Linked DNA regions of Mus musculus: region 1 is linked to region 2. The links are chromatin contacts, called in public Hi-C maps. All regions are on one chromosome and are shown on one strand. Each heading gives the region's core, a stretch centred on a gene start, on an enhancer-like site or on the middle of the called end of the contact. The rest is flanking DNA. Distances are from core to core; before and after follow the strand shown. Region 1 has its middle 23 kb from the start of Tcf12. Region 2 overlaps Tcf12 (transcription factor 12).

Evidence for each region. A called contact is a pair of places that touch in the nucleus more often than the background predicts.
Region 1: a contact with region 2 is called in a Hi-C map of CD8 T cells, with 2.4 times the contacts expected there. The contact joins two enhancer-like sites. A contact is called at or near these places in 3 of 39 promoter capture datasets (the C10 cell line, the HPC-7 cell line and liver), 1 of 484 Hi-C or Micro-C datasets (CD8 T cells) and 1 of 115 datasets of contacts at active chromatin or transcription factors (embryonic stem cells).

The regions. Positions count from the first base shown.
Region 1 is chr9:72,131,404-72,137,344 of GRCm38.p6, reverse strand. No RefSeq gene overlaps it. Among named protein-coding and RNA genes, the nearest start is that of Tcf12, 23 kb to the right of the region's middle. Within about 2 kb of position 4,079, at least 339 of the 459 cell types and tissues checked have an H3K27ac peak or open chromatin away from gene starts, as enhancers often do. A contact at or near this core is called in CD8 T cells, where this site is marked.
Region 2 is chr9:72,027,763-72,034,122 of GRCm38.p6, reverse strand. All of the region lies in intron 3 of Tcf12 (transcription factor 12), which reads left to right. Among named protein-coding and RNA genes, the nearest start is that of Tcf12, 81 kb to the left of the region's middle. Within about 2 kb of position 3,647, at least 17 of the 459 cell types and tissues checked have an H3K27ac peak or open chromatin away from gene starts, as enhancers often do. A contact at or near this core is called in CD8 T cells, where this site is marked.

The DNA of each region.
Region 1 (5,941 bases), core at 2,830-5,329, 100 kb before region 2:
AGAGTAGATAGATGCAGGACTCAACAGATTTTTGTTGATAGTTGCTAATTATCAGCTATTTCTGATAGGATGTGGTTTTCTTTTCTCTCGAATGCCAAGTACTGGCACCATCGGTCCTATTGTCAATGCTGTGAAAATGAGGACATCAAGACACAGAGATTGATTTAAACGGCTTGCTCAGGGCCATGTACTTCTTCACAGGCTGTGTGAGGATTCAGACCCCCCCTCCGGCTTCTCTCCTGCACTGAGATGCTAGGGGGACTCATTCAGATCGACTGGATTTCATATTTCATTTAAACGCTCTCATTTCACTGCTTCGACATCACTTTCTCCGACTCGGATTTCAGGACCCGGAGTCTGAATTGGTTTACTTCCACTTCAGACACTGTCAAGATAAATTAGACACCAAGGGTCCATGACACCATCTGAAGCAGGGCTGCTATTAGCAGAAAATATGTAAGCAGTTTTGTATTTCAATATAGTGCAGCACTGCTTGGGAAGACATGGTTTCTACTAAAAACGAAAGTGGGAATAATAAAACTGAATGAGTTTTGAATATTAAAAAGATCAGAATTTGGTTTCACTACATCTGTAAGCAAGCATAGCCAAAGGAAGGGAGGCGACAGTAAATATTTTTATCACCTTTCGGCACATCTACGAACCATTCTTCTGAATAAGATCTGACAGGTTCCTGACTGTGAGCAGAGATAGGGTAACAACTCGGATGCTACATAAACTTGCATCAGATACAGGCTCCATTTTTGCTGCACTCATCCATCCATAGCCTAGCCTGCTCAGCTGACAAGGCGTGTTATTAATACAGCATATTGTACCACGGGTGCATTGCCCTACATGGTGTTTATCTTGTTGGGAACTGTAATTGTCTGAAACAATGGCCTCAGTGAGAAGATGTGAAATGTTATGAGCTGTGTAAAGATCAAAATAATTTGTAGTTGTGGGCAAAGAATTAAAACCCAAGCATAGAGTTTGTGCTAAGTAGTTAATGCAGCTCGGAGTTAATGATTTTGGTCATTAATGATTTCAATTTTTATTTCTTTTCCACTTCCTATAAGGTAACTGAATTCTGAGCCATGCCTTGTAGAGAAACAAAGATTCCCTCTCTAGAATGTAAGTCCCATTTGGGTGTCCCCACCAATGTCTCCCTACCCTATGGCACACTACTCGGAAGGGACTGAATATATAATTGTTTAATATAAAAAGAGGGAAAAATGGATGGCCAGGGGTTTAGCCAAGCCATTGTCAGAGTTTTCCCTAGATGTAATGGAGGAAGATAAAAAGAAAGAACAGCACTCAATTTCCTGAGAATTGGATTAGTAGGAAAGGAGCCTGCGGAAATGGGAGTAGTTCTCCCACTGAGAGGCTAAAGACACCACAATGCCCCCCACAGTGATGATCCAATAGAACCCCTATTGTGCACTGAAGTGCTAGGGTCCGGTCTCCTCACCTGGAAGCACCTGGACCTATTCTTGGGTCTCTCAGGTTGGCTCTTGGAGAACTGTGACAGGGGCTTCAGTGAGTCTAGTAAATGGGGGAGCAAGTGGAAGAGGGTAGGTTAGAAAACGCATTGGGGGCAGGGCGAGCTAAAGCAAAGTCAAGAAGATAGACCCAGGGCCAGATCTTGAAACAGCTTTGAGTTACCTGTCCACTGAGACAGTAAAGGAGGAATCTGGGAGAGGGCAGGGCCATTTAGAGTCCATTGAGAAGACACAAAAAAATATTCTGAGGCATGAGAAAGAAAAGAGGAAGACTTCTATGGCCACCTAAGCCACAGTCACTTTGCCTTGGCCACTTTGTTTTTTTTTTTATTTCCTGGCAAAGTTTGATGCTCTTTGAATTACACCCTTGCATGTGCTTTCTCTGAGCAGCATGGTGGGTAGATTGTTTTGTTTTGAGACAGGGTTTCTCTGAGTGGCCCTGGCTGGCCCAGAACTTGCTCTGTAGAACGCAAATTCAGTGTGTTCTGAGTGCAGGGATTAAAGGCATGCACCATCACACCTGACACATAATAACTAGATTACAGGTGGTGTTCTTCTTACAAATAATCAGTTGAGGATGGTAGGTCAAATAATACTGCCCAATAGGTCCCAGTTCTGTTAGAAGTCTGTAGAACGAGCTTTCCTCCGGTGAGGAAGAGAAACACATTTGCTTCAAATTTGATGCCAAGACTTTGCAGTGAGGGATTTGAAGTCATTTGAAGAAGGGGACTGCAGAAAGAAGTTTTTTGAGGACCCAGAAAATGTCTGTGAATTATTCCTATCCGTTCCCGGGCTACCACGGAATGTCTCAGAAGATGATAAAATCCTCACTTTTCAAAAAGCACCCTCCAGGCAGGACTTTTTCTGTTGCTGGCCATGTTGTTGCTAGCCTGATCTTTTCTACTAATGCAGAAGCTAAAACTTGTTTTACAAATGTGAATGCTTAGGTTTAAAACACCCGAAAGGGAGACTTCACTCTCCCTCATATCCTTTATCTTCTTTCCTACCCTACTAGATTCAGTCAGACATAAAAGGCAGAAAGCCCCTCTCCCTTCCCCCAGAGTCTTTAACCTCAGCTCAAGCTCAGGGTAGTTGGCTTTCTCTTCCCTGGGACCTCGTCTGTTCCAGAAGGTTCTTCACTTAGCCAGTACACAGGTTTCTGGAGCCTTGCCTATCATAGGTTACATAGGCAAACATGTCTGAAAACCTCTGTCACAGCTTAGCCTCAAGTGGGGAGCCCACCCACAGCACTGTTTTGTACCTAATGGTGCTCCGTAGCACTGAAGCAGAAATATTGTAGTCAGAGCATGTGGAAATGGCTAGGACATAGGCATGGGAGAGGGTCTGAGAGTACAATTAGCGTTGACTAGATTATATATATATTTTATTATTAGATATTTTCTTTATTTACATTTCAAATGTTATCCCTCTTCCTGGTCTCCCTCTGAAATCCCCCTCCCCTTATTCCCTCCTTTATTATAATTCTTATAAAAACCACACAGTACTTACTAGATAACTCTACCTATAGTTTCTATGTGTACATTAGATTGAACGGAGAAGATGAGACGATAGGCAGATGGTCAAGTGGCTTTCTCTCATAGAATTTTCCCTTTAGTGCCTTTCAACGGTATCATTTTCCCACACCCCCTAAAAACTAAACCTTCTATATTTTCAGTTGGTTCTTTTAGTTTATTTTTATAACACTCCTTGAGACAGGGAGAGTAGCAGGATAGTTTTATTTAACTTGCCAAGAAGCAAGACACAAAGAGATGATCTGACTTGGCCACCATCCCAGAGGGCATCTATGGCAGAGCCAGGATGGTCTTTTAGTCCTCGGGGCTCTTGGGCTTTTGTTCTGATGTCTCTGCATATAATTGTTTTGATAGCAATTTCTCTGCTTCTCTCTCACTAGCCTAATCACGTGTGTCAATCATATTCAAGAACATCAAGGGCCTAAGGGTCAGCCACAGTCTCAAGAGAAACAGAATCAAAAGGAGAAAATAAGGCATTTTCTTTTTCAAATGTGTTTGTCAGTCGTGGACTCATAATCTGACAGGGTATGCAGGAGGAAGTTGAGGACCTCCGCCCTAGGCTGTAGCTAGAATAGGCTCTATTAGGCTTTCTGTCTACAGCTTAAACCAAGTGAGCAAGAACCCTCAAGGGGATCAATGGGTTCTCCACCCAGCCCCTGAAGAACCAGGAAGGAAGTCCTCTTTTCCTTCCTCTTCATAGATTCACCCCTGTAGCGTCCCTGTACAGTCTCGGGATGTACAAGTGTGGTGGAGAGCACGTGCAAACCTCCTACCCTTGGCCATCTTGCTCCACTTCACTTTCACTTTACAGAGCTGAATCCTGGGGCCCAGGAGCGCTGCGCCCAGGAAAAGGCCACTGGACACAAGGCGACCTCCGTGCTCGGACCCCGGAGTGCGCGTGCGCGCGGGCCTCGAGCCGCGCCCGCGCGGGGAAGCCCCGGGGCTAATCTCCTGCCACTCATCCTTGGGGACGCTGGCGCCCGGGCCACAGCGCCTGGAGCCTCGCGCCGGGGCCCAGCTGGGCCGCACGCGGAAGGACAAATAGTCCCGACGGCTGCTGCTCCGCGCGCCCCTCCGAGACCGCGCTCGCCCCGCCCGAGCAGCCCGGCCTCGGCCTCGGGCGGCGGGAAGTGGGCGGCCGCTCGACCCCCCGCTCCTCCCTCTGGGGCCTGGCGGGTGTACGAAGCTCCTCAGGGAAAAGTAATTGGATTCCGGGCTCAGCGCTGCCGGGAACGGCGGAAAGCCGCAGCTGAGGCTGCAGCGCGTGGGCGGAGGAGGGCGCGGCGGGGGAGGGAAGGGTGCAGACGCCGCTGGGCTCTCCCGCGCCCCGGCGACCTGGCCGGGGCAGGCTGCGGCGGAAAGCCGGCGGCCGCGGGGAAGGGCAAGCACGCTTGCCCCAGGGGCCCCCGAGTGCGACGTCCTCACGCCTTTCCCAGGCTCCACCTAGTCTGTGGAGCACACCTGGCTGATGACACCCGCCCAAAGAAACGTTTGGGAAAGCTGAAGTCTGTCAGCATCCCCCAGGGTTTCCCTCCAAGCTCTGATGTGCAGCTGAGGTGGAAGAAGAGCCTTTCTTTCATCCAGTATGCAAGTGGAGAATTCCTCTCCTTCACGAATGTCACAGGGAACACAGTAGGAAAGTACCTCAAGTCTTTCCTTTGGTGACAGACTCCCCCAAAGTTCCCTTTCCCCTGAGAAGATGGATCACAAGTGGGAGCCTTAAAGAGGGTTTATTGTTTTCTGCTTCTCCCCTCCTGAAATGGTAGGAAAGTTCCAGAACTTGTAAATGACTAACTTTGCAGCTCTTTTGTGGTATATGGGTTTTTTTTTTCTTTTTCTTTTTCTTTTAATTCCCTTTACTACATCTCACACAACTCACTAGGCTTTTATAGAGGAATTTCTCATGTACCAGGCTCTATTCTGCTTACCAGGGACATAACAGTGAATAAGCCCAAACGCTCTGGGCTCTTGGACTTTGTTACAGGCGATGAGACAGACACACCGTTGAGTGTCGTGTGATGTTAAGTGCTATGAAACAAACAATACTGCAGGGCAAAGGAGGCTACAGGTAGAAGACATGTGCAGTGTTAGCTTAGACGAGTTGATTTAGAGAGAGATTTCTGAGGAAGTGTGCTTACAGCAGGTCTGAATGAAAGAAATTAGACAAGCAAAACATACCTAGACAGGTAACTTCCCGGATTGAGGAAGGACAAATCCAAAGGCTCTGAAGCCCGGAAAAGTCGAGTGAACACTTAGCAAGTAGTGAGGAGGCCGACATGATCGCTGCTCTGAGCACCTACAGTTGGAAATGAGGGTAGAGGCTCAGGGCCATAGAGATCAATGGTATTAAGGGCCTCAGGTTGCTTTTAGATTTTGAAAATTTTTATGTATATAAGTGTTTTGCCTGAGCCGGGCAGTGGTGGTGCACACCTTTAATTCCAGCACTTGGGAGGCAGAGGCTGGCAGATTTCTGAGTTCTAGGCCAGCCTGGTCTACAGAGTGAGTTCCAGGACAGCCAGGGCTACACAGAGAAACCCTGTCTCGAAAAACCAAAAAAAAAAAAAAAAGTATTTTGCCTGAAGGCAATGTATATATGTACATGCAGAGGTCAGAAGAGAGTGTTGAAGCCCCTCAAACTCGAGTTATAGATAGTTGATTGAGTCACTATATAGGTCCTGGAAGCTGAACCTAGGTCCTCTGCAAAAGCAACGAGTACTCCCTACCCCGACCCCTGCTTTTAATGTGAAACTTTTGGAGAGTTTTATGCTCTGAGTTTCCAATCTCTCTCCTTCTCCATCAGACACTAGGATTGCCTTGGCTGGTCTGAAACTCTGCATATCAGGCTGGCCTTGAACTCACAGAGACCCCCCTGCTCCTGCCTCCTGAGCACCGGGATTAAGGTGTGTGCCCCCA
Region 2 (6,360 bases), core at 2,398-4,897:
GGACTAAGCCTGGTGTGGTGGCACATGTGTTTAATCCCAGCACTTGGAAGACAGAGACAGGAACTCTCTGAGTTCCAGGTCATCCTGGTCTATATAAAGTAAGTTCAAGGACAGCCTGGTCTACACAGTGAAACTCTGTCTCACCCTCCCCCACTACAGCCCCTGGCAGAGAGAGGAGGACTTCTGTTAGAGTGTTACCTACCCCTTCAGGCGTGTCTAGGCAGAGGAAATCACCATACCCCCAAACCCTAGTCTGCCATTTGTAAATACTAGGCGCAGCAGCAGTTGTGGCCAGTGTCCCTTAAGACTCCGACATTACCCAGCTCTGCTACTGCTGCTCTCTCACTTCAGTTGCCATCACAGACGCTCTGTCTTTGATGAATTTTTAAAGAAACAAATTAGCAATGAATTTTGTTATATTAATTTGTGGTCCAGTTTAGATTTTTGTTTTTAACATAGACTATGTGCTTGATTATGGAGTCTTGATATTATGCAAGATAGCCTTTCATTCTTTAAAACTAATGTTGTTTGGTTTACCAGTGAGTAAACTGATTTTTAAATAAAATTCCATTTGTTTTCACCAGTGGATTCTGAATCCAAAGAAAGCTCCTGGCAAGTGTATAACCTGACAGAAATGTCAGGGAACAGATGGAAAGAAGTTCCGCAAGAATTGGCAGAAAAGCAGTTTGACTTTCTGAAAGATAGTGCTAGTCTCATTTCTTTTCTGTGGAAGTAATCTGAAAAAGAGCACAAACTCCAAATGAAGAAACATCTGCTTTTAGATTGATACTCGATTTCAGATAAAATACCTTTCAAATATGGTACTAACTGTAATATATATGTGTGTGTGTGTGTGTGTGTGTGTGTGTGTGTGTGTGTGTATACACATACATACACACACACACACACACACATATATTATATATACATATATGTGTGTGTATATATATACATACATACATATACATAAATAATTTAAAGAGTTATGATTTCTCAGAACTTTAATAATATTTTATGAGCAGATACAAAATATAAAATAGTTCAAAGTTAATATGAATAGTTGTTTGGAATTTTCCTAATGATACCGTAGCTGCTTTGGTTAGGGTGACAAAAATGAAATGAAGGTAATTAACCTACAGTATGAGGATTAGTTTTCTTCTGGGTTCTGTAGCTTGTACTCTCACAGTTCTTGCAGTCATAATCTTTGATATGTGCAGAGGGCTTTTCATACATCTCAACATGTCACTCACTGTAGGGTGCTGAAGATCCAATTCATAAATTCTGTTTTTAATATTGACCTATTATATGGTCATGTATGCAAACTCATAATGCCCCTGGGATATTAGCAGAGTAAACTTTTAACTTTCAGAAGAACACGAGATTTGAGACAGGACATCCTCATCAACATCAGGCATTTTTTTGTATTAGATAAAACTTAAAATGCAGTATAAGGCAGAATGATATATAGGGAAATAGAAAAGTACATTAGAGACTAAAAGAAAGATGGTACTTTGGGAGCCAGACAAGTTAGATGGCCTGTTAGGGTTCTCTGACTTCTAGTTACTCGGCTGCTTATCTTGAGGTTGGATTAATCTTGATGAGTCTGTTGTTTCAATAGTTTACTGAGTCAGTACATCTCAGTCACTACTTGCTTTTTTTTTTTTTTTTAAATCTCTTCTCGGTGTTTTTTTCCTTTGTGATCACTTTAGTATAGTACACAGTCTTTCACCATGTTGAGAATTGTGGTGGAAGCTAAAGTGTGGCTTCATGCTAATTTTATAATGTGTATATGCTGCATTTCTACAAAAGAATCAAGTTAAGCAAAGATCTAAATTTACTGCTAAACATAAAAACAACAATGGCACACAGAAGAAAACAGAATTCAGGGTCCAAAGCCAGCAAGATCAAAAATAAATTTGCTACTTGACATGTTTCACATGTAATGGGCTTATTTTGGCAGCTTGTGGGGTTAAAAATACAAAAGACATCGCTTATACAAAAGCACAAGTAACTGAAGTGTGAGTGTGCGGGCTTGGGAAGAGGAAGATATCATTGGAACTTTATGGTAGCTGTTTCATTTGTATAAAGAAAGCTGCCTTTCACTTTGTTTCATTTATTGTTTACCTAACTTCATTGCTAATGTGCTGTCTTTCATATTCATGGAAATTGTTTTGGGCAACAGAAGACTTAATCATTAATTCAAAATGCATCAGACACATTTTCCCTGAATCTTGAATTGGGGTCTTTCGTAGTATGTTTACAACGTGTTTCATATTGTGATGTATTCACCATTTCACAGCCCTTTCCTATATGGGCATCTACATCATATAATTACAAAATAGCTTTTGTTTTATCTTAAGGAAAAGAATGAAACAAAGTAACTTCATACATAGTTATGAGTCTAGAATATTTGTAGATCATCTGGTAGTTATAGGTGAAGAAAAAGAGATCTTTTCAAAGATACAGGAGTGGGAAATAAAAGCACTGTACAAAATAAAAAAAGACCCTTGATAAAAGTCATGGGTATCTGTGTGTGGATGAGTGTGTATTCAAACAGACATCTCATCCTCCACTGGATGATATTGTGTTCTTCTGCGGATTCTTATGAATTCCTAATTGTACTCTTTTTATTGTGATAGAAGTCCACATAACACAAGATCTACTGGTTTAACAAGTTTTGTGTGCAGTATAGTATTATTGGGTACAATGGTTGCACAGCAGATCTTTAGAACCTTGCCGTCTTGCAAGGCTGATTGTGGTAGTCATTGGACAGTAGCTCTGAAACACACCTTCTACCCAGTTCCTGACAAATGCCATTTTACTTGCTGCTACTGTTGAGTTTTGCTACTTCCAAAACAAATTCTGGAATTTGTTATCGGTAACTGCCTTGTTTTACTTAACATAGCAACCTCCAGGTCCTCCAGTGTTGGCAATTGCAGGGTTCCTCTGTTTTTCTAACCTGAGTAATACTCCATTGTACTATATACATCACATTTTCCATATCTATTCACCATCCGTTCATCATTCAGATAGGTTGTTTTCACATCTTGGCTTTGTGCTAATGTTACAGTGGATGTGGAAGTGTGGTTTTATTTCTTTGATATTATGAGATCATTCATTTTGGGCAGCTGTCTAGACAGATTTGTTAGAGCATATGTTTGCTCTATATTTGGTTTTGGTGTGTGTTGTATGTATATAGTGTTCATGTAGGTGTGGGTATACTTATCTGTAGGCTAGAGGGAGATACTGCTGTCCTATTCTAGTACTCTCTGCCTTATTCCACACTAGCAATCCCTGAAATCTAAGCTCTCAACAATTTGGAAGTTACATATGTGTGTGACTACCTTTCCTGTTTACTTGTCTGGTGGGGATTTGACCTCAGGTCTCATGATTGTACAGTCAGTATTATTACACAGGGCTAGCTTCCCATTCTTGGTTGTTTTAATTTTAATTGTTTTGAGGAACCTTTGTAGTATTTTCCATAAAGGCAGTACCATTATGCTTCTGTCAGTAGTACAGAAGGATTTTTAAAGATGCATTTTTTGCTAGGCATAGAGGCACATGCCTTTAATCTCAGCTTGGGAGATAGAGGCAGGTGGATCTCTGAGAGTTTGAGGTCAGAGTGATCTACACAGAGAGTTCCTGAACAGTCTTTTTTGAAAGAGTTCCTGTTTCAAAAAAGATAAATATTTATCTATGTGTATGCACACATGTGCACACACACAAATGGGTTTGAATGCCTGCAAAGGCCAGAAAAGAAAATTAAATCCTCTGGAGGTGGAATTGCAGATGGTTTTGTACTGCCTGCTAAATGTGGGTACTTGGAATTGAATTCTGGTCCTCTGCAAGAGTAGCAAGTACTTCTAACTACCTCTAACCTGTAGAAGGATTTTACTTTATCCTCATGCCACTAACAGTTTATTATTATTTTTTTGTTTATATGTGTGCCATGCTTCTGGCCATGTGTGCAGGTGTGGATTCCAGAAACAGGGTACAGTATCTTCTGACTTGTCTCTTCACTGACCTGGAGGTGGTCAGCCAGTAGTGAGCTCTAAAGACCCATATCTCTCTGCCTGCTATGCTGGAATTATAGACACTGAAATGACTTTATCAATTTCAATGTTCCTTCCCTCCTTTCATATTCATCTCATGAATATGAAAGACAGCATTTATAAAATGTCATAAAGGTGTTTGTGCAAATCCATACTTTTTTCTGTTATTTTACTTCAGCCTGAAAACCTTCTAGTAGTAGTTTAGATTTGTGGTCTGTGAGTCCAGGACTATGGTTGTTTTTCATCCTGTTCTTGCATGATGTCATTTCATTGTCTTCTGGCACTCGCTGCTTCTCATGAGAAGTTGGTATTTCCTTGAATCATTTTCCTTTTATGAAATACTTTTTTCTGCCTGTAGTAACATTTTCCTCTTTGCATTTTGATTGCCATAGGCATGGGTATAGTTAGTTTATAATTCTGCACAGAGATTGCTGAACTTGCTGGGTTTGTAAGTTGATCTTTTTCATTGATTTGGAGAAAAGCCTACCAGCTCCACCCCAACTCTTCAGCTGATCTACTTTGGTGTGTTTAGACCTGTTAGTATTACCTAGCTTAAATTTCTGCATTTCTCCTTTAATTTTATTTATGTTCCGTTTATATATTTTTATATATACCACTTATTTGCTGTTCTACTCATTATTAAGCTTTTCCAGTGCATATTTCTTTCAAATAACATGTTACTATATTCCTGAATTCCATTTTAGGTAATTCTTCCTGCAAAAATGTGTCCATTTATTGTTACTATTTTTTCCCTAAAAAGTGTTTGAACAATTACAATAGCTGCTTTAAAATTCCATTCTGCTTATTCAGACAGTGGTGTGGGTCACTTCTTTCCTAGACTCATATTACATTCTCATTTCTCTACATAGCTAGCAAGTTTTTTCATACAATTTTTGAAAATGTAGATGAAAATTTGTTGAAATTTTTATTTTTGTTAATTTCTGTAGTTCTGTTTTGCTCTGGAAAGTAGTTACCTTTATTGGTTGGCTTTCTTAAGACTGAACCTTACGCTTTATCAGAACAGTTCTGTGACAGCCCAAATTATGTCCCAAGCCCCTTAATTAGCATCTCTGTGGTTCCTAGTAGCTGAAATCTGTGCTAGACGAATTTAGTATTTCAGCTTGTACTTACTTTCCTTTGGGTTCCTTAGTATGTTTCCCGTGCTTCATTCTTCAGAGATTAGCCAAAGATTTGGGGAAGAGATAATGTAAGTTTTTGGACCTTCTGTTTAATTTGTACTTTTTATTGACCTCAATTGTTAATCATATTGTATTCTCCAATTCTCTTTTCTTTTTCAGTAAGCCAGTGTAATACAAAAAATTAATGTCCTCAGTGGACAGACCTGTAGATTAGGATCTTATCCAGTAACTGACTTTGCTTTTTGTTTTTGGCCTCTTCCCCCCACTCCATCCCCCATTTATAAGATCTCTTCCAGTTTTTTTTTTAATTCTTTTTATTAGTTTTTTGGGCCTGATTATTTATAATACTTATTTTCAAAGAAATTGCTCAAATATTTGTCTGCTATTATCTAAAAGAACCATGGTTCTTTTTTTTTTTTTTTTAAATAGTACTTTGGTAACTTCTTGCTGTTCAGTTTTTGTGATGTGATCAATTCTCCTCTACTCTGATTTAATTTATGCCTCAGTATATCTTTCTAATGGGTCTCTTAGTTTCATGGATTTGCAGATCGATGACTTCTGCTATCAGTACCTAAGACGATGCTAAATAAGCTGATCCCTATGTAGTCTTGTTATACTTTAGGAGACTGCTAAGGGACTCTGAGGAAGGTTTGCCTTTTGTGTTACTTGTTTTTATGTTTCAGATAGTACTATGGTTTTTAAAAATTATAAGGACATTTATCATGATTTACCTTTTTAAGTTTTGGAATGTACAACACAGTAATGCATTTACCACTCTTAATTGGTGGCATGAATCTGGGAGAGCAGGGCCTAAAAATGAGGTGGACTAAAGTCTCATGCAGTAGGCAACTTTGATTCAGAGCATCAGACAGTTTATACTCTAATGGTTAAGAAGAGTCACACGAATAAAGTTTATAACTACAAGTACAAGCCATGTGTAGCAAAAACGTGTTTTTCCATAGAAGTATATGAATAACAACAGGTGAAGTATTCTTAAACCTATCCTTTGCACCTAGGAGGAGCACAAAGACGCATTCTAAGAACAGTTCTGTGTTTTGAAGAAACTCAGGTCACGAGACATGTTTTCTTTGAGTTTTTCTCACAAGCACTCAGAATTCTCACACAACTCCATTCTTGGACTGTGTTATGACAGTAGTGTACTGTCTAGA